Regions from separate parts of the Pan troglodytes genome. Here region 2 is linked to region 1. The links are chromatin contacts, called in public capture Hi-C maps. All regions are on one chromosome and are shown on one strand. Each heading gives the region's core, a stretch centred on a gene start, on an enhancer-like site or on the middle of the called end of the contact. The rest is flanking DNA. Distances are from core to core; before and after follow the strand shown. Region 1 overlaps TTLL5 (tubulin tyrosine ligase like 5). Region 2 overlaps TTLL5 (tubulin tyrosine ligase like 5).

Region 1 (6,497 bases), core at 1,974-4,473:
TTTGCCTATTATATGCCAGGCATTTATTTTCATCCTCGCAACAACCTTTTAGTTGATGCATTTTTGCAGTTGAGGAAACAGATTTAGAGGTGGGAGAAGTGGAATGGGGATTTGACCTCATGGATCTGACTCCAGAGCTCAGGGCTCAGACAATTTCATGCCGTCTCATATTTGGAAGGTATTAATTGAGGGTTTTTTTTTTTTCCTTAACATGCAAGTTACTTTACAGTGGTTGTACATACATTGTTATCTTTTTGTTAAGGTGCTTTTTTTTGTTTGTTTTTGAGATGGCGTGATCTCGGCTCACTGCAAGCTCTGCCTCCAGGTTCACGCCATTCTCCTGCCTCAGCCTCCTGAGTAGCTGGGACAACAGGTGCCCCCCACCATGCCTGGCTAATGTTTTGTATTTTTAGTAGAGACGAGGTTTCACCGTGTTAGCCAGGATGGTCTCAATCTCCTGACCTCGTGATCCGCCTGCCTCAGCCTCCCAAAGTGGTGGGATTACAGCTGTGAGCCACCACACCTGGCCTGTTGAGGTGCTTTCTAAGTTTTAAGGTAATGTGACTTACAAGATTAAGTTCAAGTTGTTATATTTTGAAGTTTTGTTTCCTCCAGCCACAGAATTTTACAGGTAATTGTTTTCATAAACTCTTTAAATTGTTTAAAATAAGTATGTAACTACTATGCTGTGTTCTTCCCCCCAACAAAACTAAATTTTTGTATTAGCCAACTAGTTTGCCCTGAAGTTCTTTTTATGCGTAGTGCCTTTGATATAGAGCAGGGGTGTCCAATCTTTTGGCTTCCCTGGGCCACATTGGAAGAAGAATTGTCTTGGGCCATACATAAAATACACTAACAATAGCTGATGAGCTTAAAAAAAATTGCAAAAAACTCATAATATTTTAAGAAACTTTATAAATTTGTGTTGGGCCACATTCAAAGCTGTCCTGGGCTGTATGCAGCCTGTGGGCCTCAGGTTGGACAAGCTTGTTATAAAGCATAGCAGTTTAGGAGGTGATTTGCATCTGTGAGTGGTCACGACAAGCTAAAAAAGCCTGGTCTGTGTATGTTTCTGTATTTTAGAAAATGCAATTGGAAGATGGGAAATACCATGGATAAAAGAAGGCTACCTATTTATGTACAGGTGCTTTGACAAATATTATTGTACTCTGACAACTATTATTTTAGAATGGTCTTTTAATGATTTTAGAGACTTAGTTTTTTTCAAATGTATCCTATGACTTGAAATCAGTGAGAGCAGACTAACCAAACCTTCTCGCTGGTGGAGCTCTGTGTTCCGTTCGCCTCTAGGTGGCAGTGACAGCATTTATAAGTCCTGTCATATTCTTAAGTGAGATTTTGAGTTTGAGCCCTGGGAACATTGGAGACTACCAAAACTCCCTAGTTCTGGCCTCTTCCTTGAAAATTGAGAAAGGGAAGAACTGAAACATCTCGCAGTTATTAGATAAAGGGCTGGACCAGGCATCTGAACATGAGCTGACTACTAGCTCTAATCAGGTTTTTATAGGAAAGAAATTGTCGATAATATTTGTAGACACACGTGCTCTCACGTTTTGAAGTATCACTTACAAAATTAGGTATAAAAGCCTATTCCTGGCCAGGCGTGGTGGCTCACACCTGTAATCCTAGCACTTTGGGAGGCTGAGATGGGAGGATTGCCTGAGGCCAGGAGTTCAAGACCAGTTTGGGCAACATTGTGAGACCCCATCTCATTAAAAAAAAAAAAAAAAAAAAAAAAAAAGAGCAAGAAAAAGCCTATTCCCTATATTATTTAGAACAAAATGATGGTAAAATACAGTCCTGACTTCTCAGATATGCAAGGTGCTGAGGATTTTCAGCTTTATAATTTGAGACTTCTGAGCTTTCTCTCTTTTGTGTTATGAGTTTCATCATTCTCCTTCCTCTGCTCATCCTCACCTTAACTTCTCTCCTGTGTCAAGTTTTAGAAACTGATTATGTCCTGCCAAAAATTGGACTTTGGGAATAGAGAAAAGAGATGGAGGTTGTGCTTCACTGTTTCTCAAGGACATCATACCAATATGTTTTGCTTAATATTCCAAAGATATTTTCACCTACAATATTAACAGCCCTCTCTATGGGTAAAATTTGGCATAATTTTAAGACCTTTCTGGTTCAGAGCACAACATGAGAACAACAGTACCAATGTTTATTATAGAATTTACTACAAATATGCAAGTGCTTTGGCTACTGGTTGTGTGTTGGAAGTCAGAATCTACTGAATTAAGTATAACCCTTTTGCTTCCAGCAGAAACAAAAAAATTTATACACACACACACACACACACACACACACACACACGCAATGGATGTTTTTTCTCAGAATAATTAGAAAAACAGCTTTTAAAAAACTCAGACCAAGTAGAACCAGAAAGCCACATGAATTTTCAGGGCTTTGGTTAGGTTTACCTGAAAGTGTAGGTGAATATAAAAGCTTTATCAAAGCTTTACAAAAGCATAACGCATGGCAATATGATGCGCTGTTTGCGGGAGTCCTGCGAGGGCACATTGTTCCGTGCAGTAATTTCAATGTGCCTAAGTTCTTGTGTCTTCACTAATTATGTATCTTGACATTCACTTGCTTTGTTGTAACCCTCAGAGTCTGTTCAACTATGTCGATAGTCTGTAGCATCTCCAGATCTGCAGCTTTTAGTTATCTTGGGCCACATGTAATTTATGTAGACATAACTGAAGATCATCAGTTTGGGATGAGATTATTGGGTTACGTTGAGGCTCAACAAGAAAAACCATAATCTTTCCTAAAGAGACGGAACAGGAGGCAAATACAATTCATTTCCTTCTTTAGAAATGAATTCCCTTACACCCTATCACTTCTGTTTTGGACCTCAAATTAATACTAGGCGACAGAAAGATTGAATTCATTTCACAAGACAGTTTTGTGATATAAGTTATTTTGTGTAAAATTTTTTAACACAAAATTAAATTCGTGAAAACCCTAGTTTCTGTATAGATGAGTGTTTTCAGTTGTCCTTATTGTTTTATTAACATAAGAAGTGGGAGAGCTCTCACTGTTTTCTCATGTGTGGGTATAGTATTGAAGAAGTGTTGCAATTGTCCCCCTGGTATTTGGGTGCAGCTTTTTGTGATTCCCACAGTAGCCCTCAGAGGTCCCCTGTGCTTTTGAATTTTTCTTGCATGTTGCTGTTTTGCACCACCAGGGGACACTCAGTTTCCACAGAGGGGTGCTATGCTCTACCAAAATGGTGCAGATTCTTTTTCCTGTCAGGGGTGGACTCCAAAAAGATTTTGTCCTGGATTTTACAGCTTTAGGTGGATCCAGTATTGGGTTTAGATGAGTTGACAGAGCCCTTTCTGAGATGAAGCTAATAGCCAGATTTTCACTGAAACAGGAAAAATAAAAAGTTCAAAAAAAAAAAAACAAAATGGAGTTAAAAACTAAATATGTTGCCAGAGACCCAAAGATAGGCAGCTCTAGCAACTTGGGGGGCATGCAAGTACCCATCCAGGGAGCTGAGTTCCACCCATGCGGCGGAGGTGGGAAGAGAGGATTCTGGGAAGGTCCCGGTTGGAACGGCCTTTTTTCTGCCTCAGCCATATTATTCAGTGGAAATTCAGAAAAGACCCCAAAACATTTGTGGTGCCTTTCGCTTTCTCCCCACCCCCAGTTCCTTCTTCAGTAGCCTTCCTTGCTAATTAACACTGGCTCCGCAGGGATATTTACCTTTTCTCTGCTGGATTCCTGTGGTTTTGAAAGAATTCAGGTACTTGCTGGTTGCCAAGGAATTCAGATTACCTCACAGGCTGCACACTGTCCAGAATCTGCCACAGCAGCAAGTAGGGGGAAGAGACACCAACAAGGGGGAGAAAACCCTTTCCAGTGCTCATTGTCACCCTCCCTGGCAGGCCCTTGCTGTTTGTGAAGTTTGAGTCATTTCTGGCTCTAAAGACAAGGGATCAGGCTGGTAATCCCCTCCCAGACGGCTCTGTAGGGCGCTGCCTAGTCACTGCAGCGCTTTGGCAGTCTCCCGGCTGCAGCTGGTTGACAGCAGATCAGAGAGCTCTTGGGCCTCTTGTTCTCTTCCATAAGATTTTTCTGGGTCAGGCCAGGATGAAACCCAGTGGCTCCTGGCAAGGCTGCCTGAGGTGCTGTCTCTTCATTGTCCAGGCCTCTCTGACTCAAAATGCCTACACCTGTTGAAGGATAACTCATGTGCCACAGCGAGGTCGAGGCTGGCCTTCTCTTTTCTTGGTACATTTGTAGTGAATGTTTGTCAGAAAATATAACTACCAAAGAGGATGTTAAGCTTCTACATCTAGAATGCCTGTGACTCTGACCATAAGAAGATATTGGTATCAAAAAAAAGTTTTTAAGAAAACAGCAGGACAAAAAAAAAAAAAAAAGAACATGTGGGGTCATATTCTTAGTAGAACAAACTGGTTTTTGAACAGGGGAAGAGAGTTTAAAAGATCCCACTAACTCTCTGCTTTCCTTCTTGTTTTGGTTCCATATTGGTAAAGATCTTGGAGCAAGCAACTCCAGTGCAGTTTCAGTTAATGTTTGCCAAGTCCCTACCATATGCCAAACATTGAAATCTTTTCTCCACACAGACATTCAGACTTTTAGACAAATTATCTTGATTCTCTTGATCAAATTATCTTGATCACTATCTTGATTCTCAGTGAGAAACATTAGAAAGTGAAAAGGAAATGTAACTTGTGATTTAAAAATTTATTGTCAAAATAAAGATATTGTCCAAAACAATTCATATTTGTTTTCAGTGTGGTTAAAAAGGGGGGAGGGGGTGGCAAATAGTTCTATATTCATCAATAGGCTGCAAAATAGTACCTAGGGTTTCAAATTTAGCAAAGAAAGTAGGAACTCTCCCACCTTTTGTTAGCTTAAAGGTCAAGGCCTTAAAGGTCTGTCATGAGAACTTTCCTAAATCTTGATCTCATTAAGAGGGAGATACAAGACTCCATCGTGTAAATTTTGGTCTACATTAGGATAAGTGTGGTCATGTAGTCATGTGCTTTATAACAATGGGCAAGGAAGGACCACATATACTATGGTATCCCATAAGATTGTAATGGAGCTGAAAAATTTCTGTCGCCTAGTGACATTGTAACATCATAACACAATGTATTACTTTTTCTATGTTTAGATACACAAATACTTACCGTTGTGTTCCAGTTGCCTACAGTATTCAGTATAGTACAATGCTGTACAGGTTTGTAGCCTACAAGCAAGAGGCTGTATTATCTATCCTAGGTGTGTAGTAGGCTATACCATCCAGGTTTGTGTAAATACGCTCTATGATGTTCACACAACGATGAAATTGGCCTATCAATGCATTTCTCAGAGCATATCCCCATTGTTAAGTGACGAATGGTTGTATGTGCAAACTTGGTCCTGGGGTACCTAGTAAATAGTGCTCTTTTAGGTTTTTGTTAATAGAGAAATTGTGTTGAAACTTCAGACCTAGAGAAGATGAAATTTGATAATATGTGATGGTCTAAATCAAAGGTCACTAACATAAATGCTCACAAGTACATTCACTGAAGGAAGAGTGGAGACTGGAGAATGGAGAGTACATGTCTCATCTAAAGGCATTTACTATTTAGTGCCAGCAGCTGATACTGGTATTGCCAGATCTGGTTTGTTAAGTGAGGCTTGAACATGTAGATTTTTACTGTGAAACAAAGCACTTTTTTACACTTTTAATTTTGAAACCGTTTTGAACTTATAGAGTTGTCAGAGCTGTAAGAATTATATGAAAAATTACCTTTTACCCTATGTCTAGAGATCTCATTCCAATTCTGCCAATTGTCCTAAGATTTTTTTTTTTTTTAATTACAAAAGGATCCAATCAAGGATCACATGTTGTATTTAGCCGTCGGGTCTCTGTAGTCTCCTTCAGTCTGAAACAGTTCCTTAGTCTTTCTTTGACTTTCATGATCTCAGCATTTTTGAAGATTACAGGCCAGTCATTTTGTGGATTGTCCTTCAGTTTGGGCTTGTCTGATATTTTCTCATGACGAGACCTAGGTAACGCATTTGGGGCCAGAATACCGCAAAAGTGATACTAATTCTTGTCATTGCATTATATGTGATGGCACATGCTAGTCATTTAGTGGTGTTTGACCACTTGCTTTAGGTGACTATCTGCTAGATTCTTCCACTGTAAAATTATTTGGTCTTACCCTTTGTAATTAGTAAGTATTTTATAAGGAGATACTTTAAATCATGTAAAATTTCATTCTTCATCTCATTTCTCATTTTTAAGAAAAATCTATTGATTTTTCTTGCCTTAATGAATTATTGCTGTAATAGTTGCCAAATGATGATTTTCTAATTCCATCATAACTTTTATTTCTTGGCATTTTTCTGTGAGGAAGAGCTTTATCTTCTCGTTTATTTATTCATCTATTTATATATACCAATGCAGACTCAAGCGTTCCTGTTTTATTTAATGGGTT
Region 2 (6,696 bases), core at 3,095-5,594, 200 kb after region 1:
CCAATGGCCCTTTAATTCTGATACTAAGCAGCCTGTCCAATGATGAATAACTAATAAAATATAGAAGACTAAAGCAAGAAGGTCAATATTTCCCTTAGGAGACTGGCAGCCAGAAGAACAAATGTGACACCAAGCTCCAAACTAAACTGATGGCCTGCCAAGAAGTACTCATGTCCATCTGCTTCTAGGACTGTGATACTTGGACCTGCCACAGTTATAATATCACTTTCCTTGAACCTCGTTCATTAGTATCCTTTACAATCCACCCTGAACATTACATGGCAAAATGGGACCATCAGCAAAAGAAGCCTTGGGAAAGAGCCCATTTCTCAACATTTTGATCTCTGTTGCAGATACAGCCATGCTGAGCCTGAGCTGTGTATAAGCGAGGGATGACTGATGCTGTGCTTTGTGATTAGCTGAGGCGATGAGACAGCATGTGTGTATGGACAAAGAGGACAGAGTGGATCAGAGGGTCTCAGAAGTCCAGCTCCTATGACACCACCGTCACTGCTGGGAAGCTGCAGAGTCAGGCCCACCAGCCTGGCATGTGGCCGATGGCAGTGGGCTGCATCTCTTGAGCAGAAGAATTAGGTTGTTTACAAAGTGAGGAGGCAGAACCCCACAGGCCTCAGCCCATCACCTGAAGCATGCTTTCTTTTTATTGCGAATGCAGTGTAGGCAGCAGAGGTCCCTTCAACCATAATCACAAACGAATGTCATCACTAGCCATGACAGTCCTAGAACCTCTTCATATGTGGGTTTAGAGAGGCAGTCAGGTTAGAGAATTTGAGTTGTGTTTGCATTACATGTTTTATAACACTGAGAAAAACGTCAGTTGTCCTTATCAGAGTGGAGGGAGCTGTGCTGAAGGATATTAGGAGCAAAGCCTGTGTATGACCCCTGTATGCTGCCCAGGGCAAGTGTCATATTTAAATACCTACATTGTTCTTTGTTTTCTTAGATTCTGTATTTGTCTGTTCATCAGAGGGCTAATTATATTAACTACATTTTCTTATTTTCTGTATATATATATATATATTTTTTTAGACAGGGTCTTGCTCTGTTGCACAAGCTGGAGTGCAGTGGTGTGATCATGGCTCACTGCAGCCTCCGCCTCTTGGGATCAAGCGATCCTCCCACCTCAGCCTCCTGAGTAGCTGGGACTACAGGCATGTGCCACAATGCACAGCTAATTTTTCATATTTTTAGTAGAGATGGGGTTTTGCCATATTGCCCAGGCTGGTCTCGAACCCCTGAGCTCAAGCAATCCACCTGCCTTGGCCTCCCAAAGTGCTGGTATTACAGGCGTGAACCACCACACCTGGCCATTTTCTGTATTCTTAGTGCCCTGGCATTTGGGATCCTTGCAGGCCCAGGGGAGAGAGTGCCTTTCACAGGGCTAGTTAATTCCTAAACGTAGTAACAACTTGTCCATGAGCACATCTTTTATATGCAAACCAACCAGTCCTGAGTATCTACACCCAACCTCCTTATCAAACTTTCACACACCAACCCAAAATTTCCCCTGCCCTAAAATCATCTCAGGGCCAGGTACCAGGCAACTAGATACCATCCCTGTGCCCCGAAGCCCCCTGGAATTATCAAAACTAGCCAATCCAGCCAATCCAAAGCTGTTTAATTGCCCTGCCTTGCCTTTCCTATGGAAGCCCCAGCAAAGGTTCTGACCTATGCTTTTCCCCCCACTGCTGTCTTCTGCCTCCAGACTGACACTGGTGCATTCACTGTGACCCTGCTTAGTGTGCAGTGACCCCCTCTCTGGGAGCTGTCAGAATAAACGATACCTTCCTTCCGAGCCTTGTTTTTGTTTTCCTCCTGTGGCCACACCAACTTTGCCATACTGTATCCAACATGTACATTCTTAGAACAAACATTAAGAGGATAAATATCTTTAACTTGCAATACAAGGAACCAGGAAGAACCATGAATTAGGTTTACATCACCCAGTTCTAAGCAACTGGGCATAGCACTTCATCCGTAGCCTGTGTTACACAAGTGATGTTTTAACAGTATGTGTTTTGCTGGCATTGACCTGGCTGTAGCCACACAAGAAGGGTGTGGATCCCTCTACATGGCAAAATCACCTGGCTGTCAGCCATTGAAGTGCATGCGTTCCTGTCCTGAGGCCTCTTGCATTTCATTTAGTAACTGTTTCTACATTCAGAAACAAAACCCAAGTATAGCTGAACAACCTGGTTGGAAGTGAGGAAGAAGACAGCCTGGCTTTTAGTTTGGGGGAGAGAATAGGGGTACTTCTAAGAATCTATCCAAAATGGGTTCATTGGCCTTGAAGAAAACCAGAGAACTCCATTTCTCAAATGGATTAAGAAATAGGCTATGGAGAAGATAATATCTGAAAATTGATATTTTTTTCTTGCTGAACTGGCAAAATCCCAAGAGAGGAGTGATGATTCTTCAGTTATTAACAATTACTACTTTGTTATAAAGAGACACGGGAAGTACAGTGGCCCCTTTCTCAAATTACACTTACATTACAGAAGCACACACACCTCTTGGAAAAAAATGCCTGGCAGCCTGGATTGTTAGAATTGTGCCTACTCCTACATCTTGCTGCAGAGTTGTGTGGTCCTGTGTAATATCCATGCACTTTGGGCAGAAGACGATCTAGTCTATTCTTGCAGTCCTGAACTGGACAAGTAACCAGCATAAGGCTGCCCTTCTTTCTGTCTTTATATATATCACTCCAGGTTATCGATCTGTTCACTGTGGTTATCCATCCTGTGAACCCACACATCTTATAGCCACATACCTTTGCTTTATTGTCCTCATATCCTCAGGGCATAGTTGCTCCTGAAAGTTCTAAAGAAAGAAAATGACATGCTAAGCCACGCCTGTCTTTGGAAAAAGCAAGTTTTCCACATGGAAATATTTACACCTCTGCTTACCTGATCTGTAGAGTTTGAACCAGGTCCCAAAAAGTGTAGGTAGATAATAGCAGGGCTTGGAGAATGATGACTTGAAGTGTATTGCTCTGTTGGCATGATTTGTATTGATTTTTATCCTTTATTCTTTCAAATTGTGATTATAAAGGAAAAGACTCAGATTCTCTTAAGTCCTCAAAATGAAGAGCATTACTAAAACTAAAACAGTAGTCTCTTAAACTTCTTTGTTCTCGTCTTTTGAACATGCAGGTATTTCCAGTTTGTACCAGAGGTGTCAAGGGGCTCCCTTCTCTTAAAACTTGAATGCAGGTTTTTTTTGTTGTTGGGGGGGTGGGTGGTTGGTTGCTTTTGTTTTTGTTTTTTTGAGTCAGAGTCTTGCTCTGTCACCCAGCCAGACTGGAGTGAAGCGGCATGATCTCAGCCACTGCAACTTCCGCCTCCCAGGTTCAAACAACTCTCGAGCCTTCGCCTCCCGAGTAGCTGGGATTACCGGCATGCGCCACCATGCATGGCTAATTTTTTTTTTTAATTTTTAGTAGAGACAGTGTTTCACCATATTGGCCCGGCTGGCCTCGAACTCCTGACCTCAAGCGATTTGCCCACCTTGGCCTCCCAAAGTGCTAGGATTACAGGCATGAGCCACCGCGCCCGGTCTGATTATGCAGTTAGTTGATACCAGAGAGGAGTAGCTTGAATGTGTGGACTTGCCTTCGCTATAATAAAACATAGCCTCTATCCCCATTATAAAATGGGGAAAGAAGTTAGAAAACCAACCTGATTTTAAGATGATGAGGTGAAGAAAAAATCAGCTGCTTAGAAGTTGCTATATGTATCATTTAGTTGTTTGGTGTTGGTTAGAAGAATCACTCTTTTTTTAATATCTAATGAACTGAAAAGTGAGAGTGAGGTATTTTCCTTCCCCTTTTATTTATTTGTAATTTGATTCCCAGGGAAATTAAGACTTGTGACAAGCCCAAATGAAGATATTTTGGAATTTGACAAGAGAGTTTTTTAACTTATGCCTGAGCTTCAAATTATATTAGGCAATGAATTATTGATAGTTTTTAATCAGATACTGGAATATGGAATTTTCAAAATCACAACTCAGAAAAATGACCGCTCACAGGCCTTCTGTTTTATATTTATTCATCCTTTTTAGTATTCTCCAAAATTAATCATCATCGTACATGTGTACATTTATTCTTATTATTACCACAAGAGCCTTCTGATGATCGAGAGGAGAGAGACCCTCAGTTCACCTCTGGAAGGGAAGTTGTTGTACATGAGCACAGGAAGGAATCAGTCTCAAGAGCCAGACCTCCTGAAAACCTGCAGCCTTGCTGAGAGAATCAGCAGCTTTACTGGCTGAACAGCAGCTCGGGTTAGCCCATCCCCGTGGCCAGGTCATTTGCTGGCTCCTCCGCAGCCAGCTTCCATTGTTGTCTAGGCTGACAGCTCCGCCCTACTCATGACGTGACTCTCTCTATGGGATTGTTTCTCTCCTTTTTTTTTTACATTCAGTTTTCAGAAGACAGAATCGGAATACTTCCCATTCATTTCTCCAGCAAAGTGCCCCTGGTGGGCAGAGCTCTCTCTCCCAGGCCTTAACTGCCCTAAATAAAGAGGGTGGCAGCTGCCTTCCAGACAGATGCTAGCCTGGTACTAGGGTAGTATGATTGTGTGATACAAAGCCGCCAATGTATGCATGTCTGACCATTTTTTCAGATGGGATCGTAGCTAGGCAGGTACAGCATAGCCTTTTCATGTCCAGCATAGGGTCTTAAAATATAAAACCACATGCAATAAAATAACAAGGTATAAAGGGAAAGTCAGGGCCAAAAAACAAGATAATTCCAATTTTTCAAATATCAGCCTAAATAAACTCATTGTTGTTGAGGTGAAATTTGGTTCTAAGATTCCTAATAGGCAGGGCAAACAGGGAAACATGATAAACTGGAGTATATAGTTCTCACAATCAAAAAGGAAGAAATACTCCAGGGAAAGTCAAGATATTTCCTAGTATTGGTTCTAAAGGAAGTATTTTACATACTTTATATAGAAGACACCTAATAAAGTAGTAGTCAACTGCTAATGAACTATTAAAAAATAGTCAATAGTAGCTTCTCAGTCAACAGGCCAATAGAGTGCTGTGTTTCATATGCCTACTCCTTGGCATGAACTGTGCAAAGATAAAATATTATAGTACACGTCAATGAAGACAGTTTTGTGAGGGGACAAAAGGAATATAGTCTAAGTTTCTTTGTGGTCTTCGTAATCCAAGGGTAAGATAATGGTTATTTAGAGGATTGGGTGAATTGCATGTGTCTTAGGCAATCCTAAATATAACTTCTCTCAATTGATTGCTTGATAAGAACTAGCTGTGCTCTTAGGCAAGGATCCAGATACCTGGTCTTTTATCTTACTGTTTGAAGATGCATCTATTAATATATGCTTGGGAAAGCAGATGGCAGAGGTAATATCTTCTGAAAGCTTTGGCAGCTAAGCAGTATTCTCGCTCTATCATGTGGCATGTTGATTGTCTGCTCCCTGACTCCCATACACAGTTTCCTCTGCCTAGGCACCATCTCCCCACTTTTGCTCCCTCCCTCCCCAATATGCCTATTCCTGTTTGTCCTCAACCACTTTTCTCCTGTCCAGCCCTACCCTATGTTAATCTGATTTAGATGCTTTTGACTCTGCTCTTTAGAACTCTGTGATTACCTCTATCATGGCTTTTACAACACTCTAGGATCTTTATGGTTACTTAACTCCTCCCTCTACTAAGCTTGAAATTTCCTGGAATGTGAGGATCAGGTCCAAGTGGACTCTAAAACTCTAGGGTCTAGCATAGTGCCCAACCTGTAGTAGGGGCTTAAGAAATCCCAATTCAGAAAAGAAAACAAAAAATAATAAGGTGACAAATAAATAACCAAAAATAAAAAAGAAATTCTGATTGAATAGATGAATGAGTACATTTTCATATTTCTGCCTTTTTTTATTCTTCTACTGACATTTGGAATACCTGCCTACATATGCAAATTCTTCCTATTCTTAGGCCAATCTCAGTGGCTCACACCCGTAATCCCAGTACTTTGGGAGGCCGAGGTGGGCAGATCACTGGAGGCCAGGAGTTCAAGACCAGCATGGCCAACATAACGAAACCCTGTCTCTATTAAAAATACAAAAATTAGCTGGGCGTGGTGGTACACGTCTTTAGCACCAGCTACTCGGGTGGCTGAGGCAGAAGAATTGCTTCAGTCCAGGGAGGCAGAGGTTGCAGTGAGCCAAGATTGTACCACTGCGCTCCAGCCTGGGCGACAGAGGAAGACTGTTTAAAAGGAAAAAAAAAATATATATATATATATAAAATATATATATATATATAATCCCCTAAGGGCCCAGTTAAGTTTTTTGTTTTGTTTTGTTTTTGTTTTTATTTGTGTTTTGAGATGAGTCTCGCTCTGTCACTCATTTATCTTGTCGTTTAAAAAATTCCTAGAGACCTACAATTTATATCACAAAGGTTAACACTTCTTCAGATTTTGTCATCTTTTATCACTGCTTACTTTTTGGGTGAATTGTCTCTTCAATAAGACCATAAACTTTTTGAGGGCAGAATTATATCTGTATGTTTCTTCAATCCCTAGTAATACCCAAAATGTTTCATTACTTTGTATTGTAGACCCTAAAGAAAAGAACACATACATACATAAAACTTTTCTGGAAAATAGTCCATTTCCTCTGTTCTCCTGGATTTAAGTCAAATGCCTAA

The links. Capture Hi-C pulls out chosen DNA fragments and counts their contacts.
Region 2: a contact with region 1 is called in a capture Hi-C map of stem cell-derived neural stem cells, with 4 times the contacts expected there. The contact joins two enhancer-like sites. A contact is called at or near these places in 1 of 7 Hi-C or Micro-C datasets (stem cell-derived neural progenitor cells) and 1 of 1 other capture datasets (stem cell-derived neural stem cells).

Annotation. Positions count from the first base shown.
Region 1 is chr15:73,661,903-73,668,399 of NHGRI_mPanTro3-v2.0_pri, forward strand. The region is part of intron 9 of TTLL5 (tubulin tyrosine ligase like 5); the gene reads left to right. Among named protein-coding and RNA genes, the nearest start is that of TTLL5, 50 kb to the left of the region's middle. Within about 2 kb of position 3,224, at least 15 of the 24 cell types and tissues checked have an H3K27ac peak or open chromatin away from gene starts, as enhancers often do. A contact at or near this core is called in stem cell-derived neural stem cells, where this site is marked.
Region 2 is chr15:73,861,452-73,868,147 of NHGRI_mPanTro3-v2.0_pri, forward strand. The region is part of intron 33 of TTLL5 (tubulin tyrosine ligase like 5); the gene reads left to right. Among named protein-coding and RNA genes, the nearest start is that of TGFB3, 76 kb to the right of the region's middle. Within about 2 kb of position 4,345, at least 7 of the 24 cell types and tissues checked have an H3K27ac peak or open chromatin away from gene starts, as enhancers often do. A contact at or near this core is called in stem cell-derived neural stem cells, where this site is marked.